Regions from separate parts of the Podarcis muralis genome. Here region 2 is linked to region 1. The links are chromatin contacts, called in public Hi-C maps. All regions are on one chromosome and are shown on one strand. The core of a region is the stretch at or near the end of the contact, and the rest is flanking DNA. Distances in the headings are between cores, read along the strand shown. Region 1 holds the start of TMEM174 (transmembrane protein 174). Region 2 holds the start of BTF3 (basic transcription factor 3).

Region 1 (3,157 bases), core at 186-2,685:
GTAGTGTTGCCAATTGTGTTGTCTTCGTCTCGCCACCCTAGTTTGCTTAGACCAGTGTCTAGCCCTTGGATTCCATGCCAGACCTAGGTCTTGCAAAGATTCAGTGGCCTTGGCTGATGCAAGGGAAAGAGCAGGGAAATTATCTAGGCTCCACTTTGCAGCCTCTAAATGTTTTCAGCATTAGGGCACTTAAAACCACTTAAATCCTGTAGTCAGGGTGGTACTGTGATGTGTTGAGTAGGTTTAAAATGGTAAACTTGGCATAGGTTCAGATAATCTATTTCTTTATTTTTATTTTTTTAAAAGCCCAAATCTGGATTGCCTTTTCAAGCTTTTTGTTTTAAAATGTAAAGTGCAGGTGTTGGCAGAGCAGGAAGTGAGGCCGGTGTCCACATTCCTGGCTTTGTTTGTTTTCCTTGTGGTTTCTGATCTTCCATATCTTTTTCTCTGTGAGGCTTCAGATTTCTTAGTTGTAATCTATGCTTACCTTGGGATAAGGTCTGTTGAGCACAGCTTGACTTTCTTCTGAACAGGTTACACTTGTGCTTATCTGGGAAGCTGGTGGGTATCTGGGGAGCAATACATACCGGTTATCACAGTGGTGGTTCTTGCCCATTGTCACTGGTAGGGCAGAAGGCAGAGAGCCCAACAGTAGGTGGTGCCAGAGCCAATGACAGGCAGAGCCAACTAATTCTACTTCTGTCCTCTTCTTCCCTGCTGAGTTATACAAGGGTAGCTGAAGAGAAGGGGGAAGCTTCTATTGGCAGGACTATCTCCTAGACTGATTGTAAGTATAAAGGCAGGCAGGTGCAGGCTGACTCAGGGTAGACTGCGGTTGGTGGGGCAGTGCCCCTTTTTCCCTAATGGGAACGTCAGCTGGTGCAGAATGTGGTAACCAGATTGCTGATAGGGGGACATCAGGCTGACAATATGTGAAACCATCTCCACCGGCTGCCCATCTACTACCCAGCCAGGTTCAAGGTCCTTGTCGTCATTTACAAAGCCCTGAACAACTTAAGGCTCAGGATACTCCAGGGACTGACTGAACCCTTATATCTCAGCTTGATTACTGAGATCATCTGCAGGAACATCGTTGTTCATTCCCCAAATTGGCAAAGCTCCTTTGACAAGAAACTGAGCCTTTAGTGTCATTGGCCCAGTATTGTGGAATACTCTGCCAACACAGATTCAGCATGTGCTGTCTGTTTCTGAAAACCTTTCAACTCTGTCAGGCTTATGTAGGGCAAATAAGAGCACATCTTTCCACAAGAGCTAGCGGTTTCTGATTTTGACTTTTTAAATGTGTTTTTTGTTGTAAGGTTTTGTTGTGCAATTATGAACTGCTCTGCTATAATTTATAAATAGTGGTATGTATACATATATTTATAAATAACTAAACAGCTTCCATTACTAGCGCCCATGAGATGATTTAAGTCCAGAGTCTAATGTTACCCAACTGCGCTATTGTGAACAGAGTTCTTGTATAACTAGTGCAAACTTTCCACTTGGTATGTCCTACCAAGGACATCCTCTTTCCTAGGCATTCCAGGACAGGTTTGCACAGTAATGGAATGGAGCGCTGTTCAAGATGCCTTCCCCTGCGTGTTTTCCTTCACTCCTTGTTAACTGAGCAGTTCTCATGGTGTCTGATGACCACAAAGATGACCACACTACATTTCTCTGGTGCGTTTTTGGGGCTAGTAGGAATTACATTCACCGTGATGTGATGGGCAAAATATGAAAGGGTCACTTGCTTCAAATGATCAGTTGCTCGGGCCTATTGTCCTTTCAGTAGGCGTGACATTTTTGCTGATTGCTGTGTGCATGTTTAAAATGATTGCTTGCAAATCATGCAGCCCAAATGAAGGAACAGCATCTGACACAGGCCAGACTCCTATTGGACAATCTGTTGTTTTCACTAGGATTAGCCAGGCTATAAATTTCCACGGTGCTACAGTGGTGCAGTACATCCCTCCTTATTCAGCCCAGGAAGGTATTGGCATGAATTTTCATCAAGTATTGAGTCATCCTGGAATTCCTCCATTCTCCAGGCCACTAATTCCCGCTTTGAGCCCTCCTTGTTACTATAATGTCAACCCCCTGAAACTGCTTTTTCTGCAGATGAGAATTACTCTGCTTATCTTCCTGCAGACACCAGAATCGGACGGTAAGTTACTATGTGTACACTGCATTTCGGTTGCAAGGTCTTTTACATGCACTGGTTAGTGGCGTTAATGAAGCATTGGCGTAGTCTTTGCTCAGACAGAATTTCAATTACTGACTTGAAACAAGAGCATTGCCTGAAGCAGCAGCCATAACTGGTTCACAGATATTGCCGTTCCAATTAATTAATGATGCGGCATTCATGGAGCATTTTAATCTTCTATGTGTTGTTATTTTTCTCTGCTAAATACAATCCCCCCCTTTTTTTTAAAAAAAGTATCTGTTACCTCCGACACAGAATTATTTTCATTTTGTCAAAGTAGCATTAGGAGTGGATTAATAGAGATAGAACTCCAGATTTCTACCCCAGAATCTATTTTTCATGCCAGAAACCTTTAATAGTATGGGGAAAAGGTGTTTCTGAGCATATTCAGAATGTGCTTTCCTCAACACTGAACAAGCATATCCCCTCTCCTTCCTATGGTCCTGAAAATTAGTTTAGAAGAGCAGATCTGCACTACATGCCCTTATAAGCTCCACAGCTGTTCTCACACTGGGACTTTACCTGTCCCCAAAGAATGCATTGGTGTTTTGTGACTATCATTCTCAGCAGAGGCAGGCTGTGCAACCTACATTAAAAGGGGGGAAAGTTTGAGTTTTTTTAAAAAATAAAATACCTGCTTTTGTTAGGCACCTGAATTTTTGCTTTTCAGTTTATAAAATTCTTCCTTTCCCTTCATCACATTTCCAGGTCAAGTGACAGTCTCCAAGAACTAAAAGAGATTCTGAATGAAGATCTTTACAGTGACACATCTCCCCCACCATATGAGAAACTATTTCCACAGTGGTCATAAATATCATAAAAAGGCAACCCTGACACTTCTATGTAAGGAACAGAGATTGCTTCTTGAAAACATCCACATATACTTGAACAAATAGGAACTAAAGAGACTGAGGATTGTCAATTGAGGTTTTGGCTTGGTGATAAGGTCTT
Region 2 (3,157 bases), core at 221-2,720, 160 kb after region 1:
GGGGTGCCAGGTGATACTGCCTCCCCAACTCTCCCTGCAAGGAAAAAAGTGAGTATCAGGGAAGAAGGTTCAGCTTGCTTATTGCTGTGCTTGTTTTCTTCTTGCAGGGAGCTCTTTTTCCATAGGGAAATATTTAAAAAGTGTGCCTGTGGACTGAACTTTGATTTTACCTTTAGCTCTAAGAGTTCTGACAATTGCTTTGATTAAAGCTCCTGATGATGATGCCAACAATCATTTTCATTTATTGCAACTTAGGTCTGTGTGGTGTGAATCAGTCTACCACAGGAATGGAATTCTAACTCAAGGTGGTGATATATGAGACACCAAAGACATTACAACTATCCAAGGCACCTCAGATGCCACAGGACTCAGGTTCAAATCCCCACTAGGCTATGAAGCTGAGTGAGCAATACAGGACGAGTCGTTCTGCCTCAGCCTAGCCTAACCCACCCTCACAGGATTGCTGTGAGGGTTAAATGGGCAGGGTAGGAACCATATGCAATGCCAGGCCTATTTTCCAAGAAAAAGAGGTGCTGCCGGAACCCTTGTGCTCTTATAATGGGCAATGGTGCCCACCTGAGTGGTGCTGTAACTGAGTTCCAGTGAGTTCTGGCTGAAAAAAATGCCTGTGCAAATGCCTTGTGTTTCCTGGAGGATAAACGAATGTATTAATTCTGGAGCATTCTGAACCCTGCTGTAGTAAAGGCATTAAACTATATAGATATATAAAACAGAAAAGTAGACAAAGTTAATTATGTAAATACTTCAATTGCGCTCTATTAACACAGAAACCTCTCAATAAGAACTAGATGGCCTTCACCATAAATAGGTAGGCTAGGTGACCAGTTTCCCTGGTTTTCCTAGTAGTAGTAGTAGTAATTTGTTTATTTATTAAATTTATATGCCACCCTATACTGTACCTACAGGTCTCAGGGCAGTCCACAGGATAAAAATCACAAAATACTTAATAAAAACCAACCAACCAAGAACAACTCAATCATGCTCCTCTGCAAATAATCAGAGGGGAAACAGAATTTAAAACACACATACAAAATATCTGCAATGAAACATATACTGCAAAAATAAGCACCCATCAGATATCGTCAAGGAATCTTTGAAAAGATAAATTTAACTGTTTTTCAAATCCAAAGATTGCAACCATTCATAGAAGCTCTTTGATCCAATCTGTTTAACACCACGATATGCCACGACCAGTCGCTGTTTTGCTGGGCGGCGTGGCAATCCACGGCCAAGCTGAGCCACGACCAGGACCTTCGCTTCCTTCTGGCCCCCGGGAACCACGCGCCACACCGCCCTGCCTGCCTGCTCCCTCCTGAAGGCGAGGAGCGCTAACTACGCTCGCGCACGCGCGCTAAAGCTCAGACTCCGGAGGATGCGCATCGAACGTTGGGGGTTGTTCGTGCGCGAGCGCGTAAGGACGTCTTGCTTTCGTCACGACGGCGCCGCCGCCGCCGCCTCCTGTTTTCCTTTCCGGCGGCCATCTTCGTCCCTTTCCGCGTGCGCGCGTCAAGCTCCGCGCTTTCCCGGCCGCAGCCCTTCAGCTCCTCGCCCTGCCCAGCTCGGGCCGCTTCCTTCTGAGAAGGTACAAAGGAAGAGGCACCCGAGGGAGGTGGGGGAAGGGAGATAGGCAGGCCTGGAGGCGGCGAAGGGGGGAGCAGCGGCCGCAGGTGCGCCTGGTAGGAGCCCTCTGAGGCCTTGGAGCCGGGAAGAAGCCGCGGGCCCTGGGTTCTGCGTGCGCCCGTCTCTCTCCAGGCCTCCGGGGGGTGTGTCTTGGGTCCCCTTTCGGCCTAGCGGCTCCTCTGGCTTGAAGGCCGTTCCTCGTGGTGGCGCAGGCTGCCTTCCTCACTTCAGAAAGCTCCTCACGGCCGGAGCCCGGCCGAGGGTGAGGCGAGGCCTCTCTTCCCTCGCCTGGGCCCAAGAGGGCGAGGAGGCTTTGGGGGCGCCGCCCGCCACCCGGGCTCATCGGGCCCTCTCTGCCCTCTTTGCTTGGGTGTCGCCCGCCTAATCGCCTCACGTCTCTTCTCTTCTTCTCTTAGATGAAAGAAACTATCATGAATCAAGAAAAACTAGCTAAGCTGCAAGCTCAAGTGCGCATCGGTGGGAAGGTAAGGTGGCCTCCCTTCATCTTCGCTGCGTCTCCAAAATTCGTTTTTCCTTTCACCTTGGCTGCGGCTGCTGCATTTTACAGTACTTGTACAGGCCTTTATTATTATTATTATTATTGTCTAGCAACGCTGCATTTATGTTTTTACAGTTTTTCTGTAGCCTGTATTTTGAAGAAGACAATTAGGATTTTGTTGTTGTTTGGAGGGGAAGAGGAGGTTATACCTGAATTTAGGCGTACGTAATATAGTTGCATCCCACCCCAATCTCCTAGAGATTTCAGGGGTTCCAGGCACTTACTGAGGGTCTGTTTTTTCTTTTGGAACTGGGGCGCAGAGCGGAGACTGTGGCATCTTTATGATATATGGTTTTTTTACACATGTATACAGACTGACTGACACCCTATGATGAAGAGGTTAACAGCATCAGCAATCCAAAGGAGTCATGTTTCTCCCATAGCTTCACCTTGGAGTTAAAACAGTCATCAGACATTGCTCTCTGACTCTCTCTAGCTAGCTAGCTGCTTTTTCCTGTAGGTCACATCTCTGCAAACTCGCAACTCAAGCTTTGCCCTTCTAACTATCTGAGTTGACAGTGGGGCCCCACCCATTTGTTGTCTCACACGGAGCCTCATTTCCTTTGTTCTCTTAATGACACATCACTCAGGTGCTTGCCTCAACACAGGAAGCTAACCTGGTTTATATTTCAGCACTTGCTGGATCTAGGGTTTAGAGAAGGATCTCACATACAGGAACTCAGCTACTTCCCTCCACCCCAAACTCATAACACTGTTGATGAATTAATGTAGAGTAATGGCTAGCATGCAGGACTTGAGCCAGAGAGACATATATTAATTTTTTACACAGCTGTGAAGCTCACTGGGTGCATCTGGGCCACTTACCATCCCTTAGTCTAAACTGTATCGAAGGATGCTTGTAAAGATAACAAAAAGAGATGGAAGAAGCTGTTTTCCCTAGGGAGGGTGGTAATAAGTAACAAAATAACTAGTGCTTAAATGATTTATTAGTTAGCT

The links. Hi-C and Micro-C count contacts between places; a contact is called where the count stands out from the background.
Region 2: a Hi-C map of tail shows a contact between it and region 1, with 4 times the contacts expected there. The contact joins the promoter of BTF3 here to the promoter of TMEM174 in region 1. A contact is called at or near these places in 2 of 3 Hi-C or Micro-C datasets (blood and tail).

Annotation. Positions count from the first base shown.
Region 1 is chr11:36,775,577-36,778,733 of rPodMur119.hap1.1, forward strand. TMEM174 (transmembrane protein 174) reads left to right here and starts at 1,436. Exons shown (of 4, transcript XM_077936284.1): 1 at 1,436-1,759; 2 at 1,761-2,101; 3 at 2,104-2,167; 4 at 2,915-3,157. The coding sequence starts at 1,572. The coding sequence ends at 3,017.
Region 2 is chr11:36,938,287-36,941,443 of rPodMur119.hap1.1, forward strand. BTF3 (basic transcription factor 3) reads left to right here and starts at 1,471. Exons shown (of 6, transcript XM_028749573.2): 1 at 1,471-1,603; 2 at 2,058-2,126. The coding sequence starts at 2,058. ANKRA2 (ankyrin repeat family A member 2) reads right to left here. Exons shown (of 9, transcript XM_028749570.2): 9 at 1,512-3,157.